Linked DNA regions of Zea mays: region 1 is linked to region 2. Evidence: chromatin contacts called from public Hi-C data. All regions are on one chromosome and are shown on one strand. The core of a region is the stretch at or near the end of the contact, and the rest is flanking DNA. Distances in the headings are between cores, read along the strand shown. Region 1 holds the start of LOC103647800. Region 2 has its middle 13 kb from the start of LOC100285965.

What was found. A called contact is a pair of places that touch in the nucleus more often than the background predicts.
Region 1: a Hi-C map of leaf shows a contact between it and region 2, with 2.1 times the contacts expected there. The contact joins the promoter of LOC103647800 here to the enhancer-like site in region 2. A contact is called at or near these places in 6 of 25 Hi-C or Micro-C datasets (bundle sheath, ear, leaf and 1 more).

Annotation. Positions count from the first base shown.
Region 1 is chr2:215,761,065-215,763,785 of Zm-B73-REFERENCE-NAM-5.0, reverse strand. It overlaps LOC103647800, which reads left to right and starts at 1,298. Exons shown (of 1, transcript XM_008672309.2): 1 at 1,298-2,622. The coding sequence starts at 1,409. The coding sequence ends at 2,389.
Region 2 is chr2:215,635,085-215,637,866 of Zm-B73-REFERENCE-NAM-5.0, reverse strand. No RefSeq gene overlaps it. Among protein-coding and RNA genes, the nearest start is that of LOC100285965, 13 kb to the right of the region's middle. Within about 2 kb of position 1,441, at least 12 of the 20 cell types and tissues checked have an H3K27ac peak or open chromatin away from gene starts, as enhancers often do. A contact at or near this core is called in bundle sheath, leaf and leaf mesophyll, where this site is marked.

The DNA of each region.
Region 1 (2,721 bases), core at 49-2,548, 130 kb before region 2:
AGATTAAAAGACGAGACGAATCTAGTACAGTTGGTTGGGTCTATATTTCATACTCCTATTTAAAAGTCAAACGCTTAATGTGATCCGGACTAAACTTTAGCAGGAGCAACCAAACACCCCCTAAAGAGCCATTCTTTTTCGTACGCTCGGCTGTCCCTTTGTGCGGTGGCGGCATGATTTTCTCTCTCTAGGAACTGTAGTTGTTGAAGACTTTTTTGCGGCAGTAGTACAAGCAGCGCTGCAATGAACTTTACGGCAAGGTTATTTTCTTGTACTCTTCTTTTCCAACATTCAAAAGGGTATTCTCAAATGTTGATTATGTTTGGATGTTCTTGCGGTACCAATTTGTCGATCAATTAAATGGTCAAAGCATTGGTTAAATCGTTTTTCTACTAATGCAAGACAAAATAACTACTACAGTACATGGTTTTCTAACAATTAAGTACAATATATCTTCAGTTTCCTCCCTGATGACATATTGCGCTTGAACTAATCGGTTAGACATTTAGGTTTGACGGACAATTTTTCTCACTCATAATTTTCTCTCTTCAAACATATTTCAAGCAGAACAATTTTATGTTGGGGGGAGGGGGGGGGGGGGGGTTCTGTTAGGCATTTATCTCCTTGCAGTATTTGGGTACCAATAAGGTCTTGTTTAAAAGCAATACATTTTTAAGAAACCAATTTTTAATTTTTAGCTAGAAGAGGCTAGATTCTTGGTTTTTAAGAAACCCTGAATATAATTTCTATAAACTGAGACATAAACTAGTATATTTAGAACCACCTCATTTTGATAAATCAGTTTCTTACAAACTATTTGGTTACAAACATGCCCTAAGTTGACCAAAATACTTAATTTGATGCGCAGTTATGTTTCACATTCAAACCATGTTTATGACAGAAACAATCATTTAAGCATATCTATGATACATGAATGTTTTTTTTGGCGAGATGGTTTTTAATATTATATCTTTACACTACTTATGCGACGCCAGCTAGCATAGAAAATTTATTATTTGTCTCTGTGTCACAACATATCAATTTGTTTATCCTTGTATGACTATAGAAACAGTTGTAAATTGATAATTGTATTTGTGCCAACGCAAATTAGGTTTTGTCTGGCGTTTTTTTGTTGTTTTTGGGAAAAAAAACTATAGACCATGGCTATGGAAAACACAACATACTAAAACTGTAATTTTAATATAAATATACCTGTAAAAACTAAAATCCAGGCACTTGAATTTGAATAAGTCTTATATTTTTATAGCAATTAATTGGTCAACACAATTTGTTTCCATAATCGCATTTCCCCCCTATTACCATCTAAAATAGACACTTGGCAAAACAGTGTCGTTTTAAAGCTAGCCAAAATCAGCCGTTGGGATTTTGAGGTTTGAGTGTTTGACTAATGGCTGCCAAGTGCAGTGTTTATATGACATCACAGGGTCCTCTGTTCTTCCAAGATAAAAACCGAACAAGCCAAAAAGAAGACCACAAGACAACACAACGAAAACCTGGCCATTTCTCTCCCTCATTCTCCTTGGACCAAGGAAAGAATCCGACCATGGCAAACGAAGCGGCAGAGCCTCGCACCGACGCCGACGGCCCCACCCCGGACTCTGGCGACGACTTCGAGTTCTGCATCCTGTCGTCTGGTGGCATCGTCCCGGCCGGCAAGGGCGCGGGGGCGGGGGCGGACATGTGCGTGGCCGACGAGCTCTTCTGGCAGGGCAAGCTGCTCCCGCTCCGCCCCTCCTCGGCCGCCGACGGCGCCACGCTGCCGAGGTCGGAGTCGGCGGCTTCCACCGTGGGGCGGGTGTCGCGGTCCGGCAGCCGCAGCGCGAGCTCCAGCTGCAGCAGCAGCAGCAGCGGGTGCGTCAGCCGGAGCCAGTCGTCCAAGAGCGAGCAGGGCGCGCCGCGGCGGCGGTCGCTGTCGAGCAGCGTGTTCTACGCGCACCCGAGCCCGTCGCCGCAGCTGCGGTGGGCGCGGCCGCGCCGCAGCACCGGGTCCGCGCAGCCCGGCGCCGCGTGGGGCCTGTTCCGCCTCGGCGTCGCCGGCGCCCCGGACGTGTACCCCCCGCCGCCGCCGCGCCCCGGCGGGGGCGATGCCAGGGGCGGCGGGGGCAGCAGCAGGAGCGCGCGGTTCGAGCAGGTGGCCACCGCCGTCGACAGGAAGGTCGGGTTAGGCCAGCTGGCGCTGTTCGGGGACAGCCTCGGCTGCAAGTGCTCGCCCGACGTGGTCGAGCCCGCGGCCGCGCGCACGGCGGAGGCGGCGAAGCGGAGCAGGAAGAAGGGCGGCGCCAAGAGCGGCCAGGGCGTGGCCCGTCGTAGTAGGATCCTGGACTGGCTCTGGCTCCAAGAGCTCTCCATCGTCAAGGACAAGAAGTAGGCCGATTGCTCCGTCAAGATCGTGCCTTTGTTCGAGTAGTTTGTGTGTATGATCAAGGAAAGAGTTCTCCTTTTTTTTTAAAAAAAACTTTTTTAGAAAAAAAATCTGTCTGACTAGGAAGCAGTGCACCAATTAATGGTACGCAAAAGAATTAACGAGCAACGATCAATTGCCCATAACTTCAGTTTGCACAGTCTATTGTATACGCAGTAGTCTGACTTTGGTCACGATTACTCTTTGTTCTGCCTTGACATTCTCGCAATCAGAGCACCTGCTTGTACAGTTTTACTTTTTTAACCATGGGAAGGGACAAGTTGATAGTCTTTTCTGTG
Region 2 (2,782 bases), core at 192-2,691:
TGGTTTGAGGAATGAAGTGATTTATCTTCTTCTCACTCCTCACTTTTTTTATTTGGTTTGTGGAATAGAATGGGTTGATCCATCACCACCCCATTCCTCATAAGCTAATAATTAGTATATACATGAGGAGTGGGTTGATTCCACCAAAATTAATGGAATGAACTTATGATGCATCACCTCATGAAGCATAGAGTGACTCCACAAACCAAACACAACATAAATGCTTCAATAGCCAATATAGGACCGTGATACAAGCGGAGCATTTAGTATAATCAACTTGTTAGATTAAGAAAACCATGAAATTGTAATTCTTCTAAACCTTGATAGCTAGGCGGCTATATACAATTCTTAGATAAACATGTCTTGGTCCAATCATGGTCTTAGTGATACTATATATGTCACTGTCATGCTGATGTTAGAGGTTGAGAATATCAAGAACTGTCGTATATATACAGTTACTTAGTCCACACTGAACTGTGTACTGATCTGATCTTAACTATGTACTCTGGACACAGACAGTTGTACATTGCATTTATATATGTAGCCACCTTATCCATTTAACGAGCATATACTGTCTTAGAGCCCTGCATGCCTGATGCCCTCATTTTTTTTATCAGCTGCAACAGCCGAGCGAACGTAGCTTAGCCTTTGTATAAGCGGCAAAATACGTAATGCAAACTACATGCCCAGTAGAAAATATAAATCAATTTAAATAACATATTTTGGTCACTCAAAAATTCAAACCCCTGGTACATTCCGGCCGGGAAAGTTCTCATTCTCATATGAAATTTGTAGAAGATCGAGATGCAAAAATGGTTAAGTTCTTCATTTTGTACAAGTTGAACTAGTAGTTTATAACTCAAGAGTGAACTATAGTTCGATTCTAGTGTTGTTACTAGTTTTCTAAACTAGCTAGAAATTATATATATACTAAATCCCCGCTAGCTGCCTTTGGTATGAAAAGCCAGCTAGTTTTTTTTTCTGCAAAACGACACATAAAATTTCAACAAAGCGCAAGGTCGATCGTAGACGTTGTTGAACCCAGAGAATTGAAATTAGTAACGTCAAGATCATCTGATAAAGGTGATGTTGTTGGTTACTTGTCGAAGTTTTCCTCCACAGACTATATATATGAGCAACATCCTCTATCTCATACACACGTGTCGATCCTTAGGTTAGGTAGCTACTTGCTTTTGGGTTTGATCGCCTCATGCAATGCAACAAGTATGGCCGGAGTTGTGTATATGTACATGCATCTATATACTTACAAATTGACACCCAAATAAATCCATGACCAAAAAGGCAGATCATCAAAATATTAGGTTCACAATTAAACAATCTTGACAACAACAGATTTTGTGCGATGCAGAGCATCCCAAATGTCCCCGGCCGGCCGGTCAAATACATCAGCAAAAAAGTTGGGGCCTGCTGGTTCCTCCTTGGACTTGAGCAGTGCGTGTGCATGCATATATATGCTCTCTGAAAAGGCGATTCAACATTGCATGCATATCTTGGTTTCGCATCCATGCAAAGGCGTTTGCCAGTCGAAGAATCTCATGCAAAGCACATAGGGCGAAGAGGATAGGTCTAAAGCTCGCGCCATTATAGTAATCCACACACTGATATGATCAGGGCACTAATTAACTGAAATCAAATCGTTTGCGCTGAAGATATATACAAGGGCAAGCTGACAAGCAGCTAGCTAGCTCGGTCTCAGCTTTTTCTCAAGGGGCAGTTCTCTTTGTCAGATCTGTCCGCTACTCATCAGAGTGTTAGTTGTGAGTTGCAGGCTAGTATGGTCTTTTATATTTGGCGGCAACCAACAACGAGACGATTAGGGCATTGTTTTAGCTAAAAGCGGGTGCGGCCAAGTAGCTAGGCGAGGGCGTCTGAACTTTTCGAGGGAAATTCCCTTTTAGACACCGAACCTGTGTGGATTGTTCCAAGCCGACGCCGCAGGGAACAAGATGCGCGGGCGCCATGAAAGCGAGGCGAGTGTTGGCACATGTGCTCGGGGGTGTTGGTGGGGAGGCGCTTTCCCCGTCCATGGATATGCCCCGGACATGAGGAGTCCAAAAGCGTGGCGACAAGCGCTTTGGATTCTGAGTTGAGGCAAGAGGAACTGCAGGGCCATTGTTTACTCCTGCGCGTCGATCGCTCGTCTAGCTTGCATTATATTGGGCGATGGGTTCACTTTAGTTTAATCCATCGACCGATCGATAGCTGAATTGCATGGCTCTCAGTACTCTCGTCCACTTACAACGTGTCTCGTCATCTTCTCACTCCTCACTTTTCAATTTTGTGATGGGTGATTGTCCACTCTTCAATTTTGTGATGAGTGATTGTCAACATAATAGTATCTGTGAGTGTATGCAACATGTTTCTTTACTTGTGGTACGCAGTTGTGAAGTCCGAAGGCGGTGATCAATGTCTCAACGATGAAGTTGAAGCTCATACATGTTCGTGTCGCCAGACCAAGAGTGGTGAAGGACAAGCACTGCAACTTGATCGGGAGACTAAAGAAGTCAGTAGACTAATTGTGGTGTTTGACACATAGGAACATCGACAGAAACGAGGACATGACAGAGCGGATCGTTTCACTGACGCGATTGAGGACATACGGGACACATGTCTAGGACGTAAGGGACTATATTATCTGCGGCAGTTTAGTGGTTAAGCCTCGAAACCACCGGCGACAATTTCGTGGATTTAGCCTCAAAACCCAGATTGCGATTCTGGCGAGAATTAGAGGTGGCACGTGAATCCATAATGGAGGTTGCGT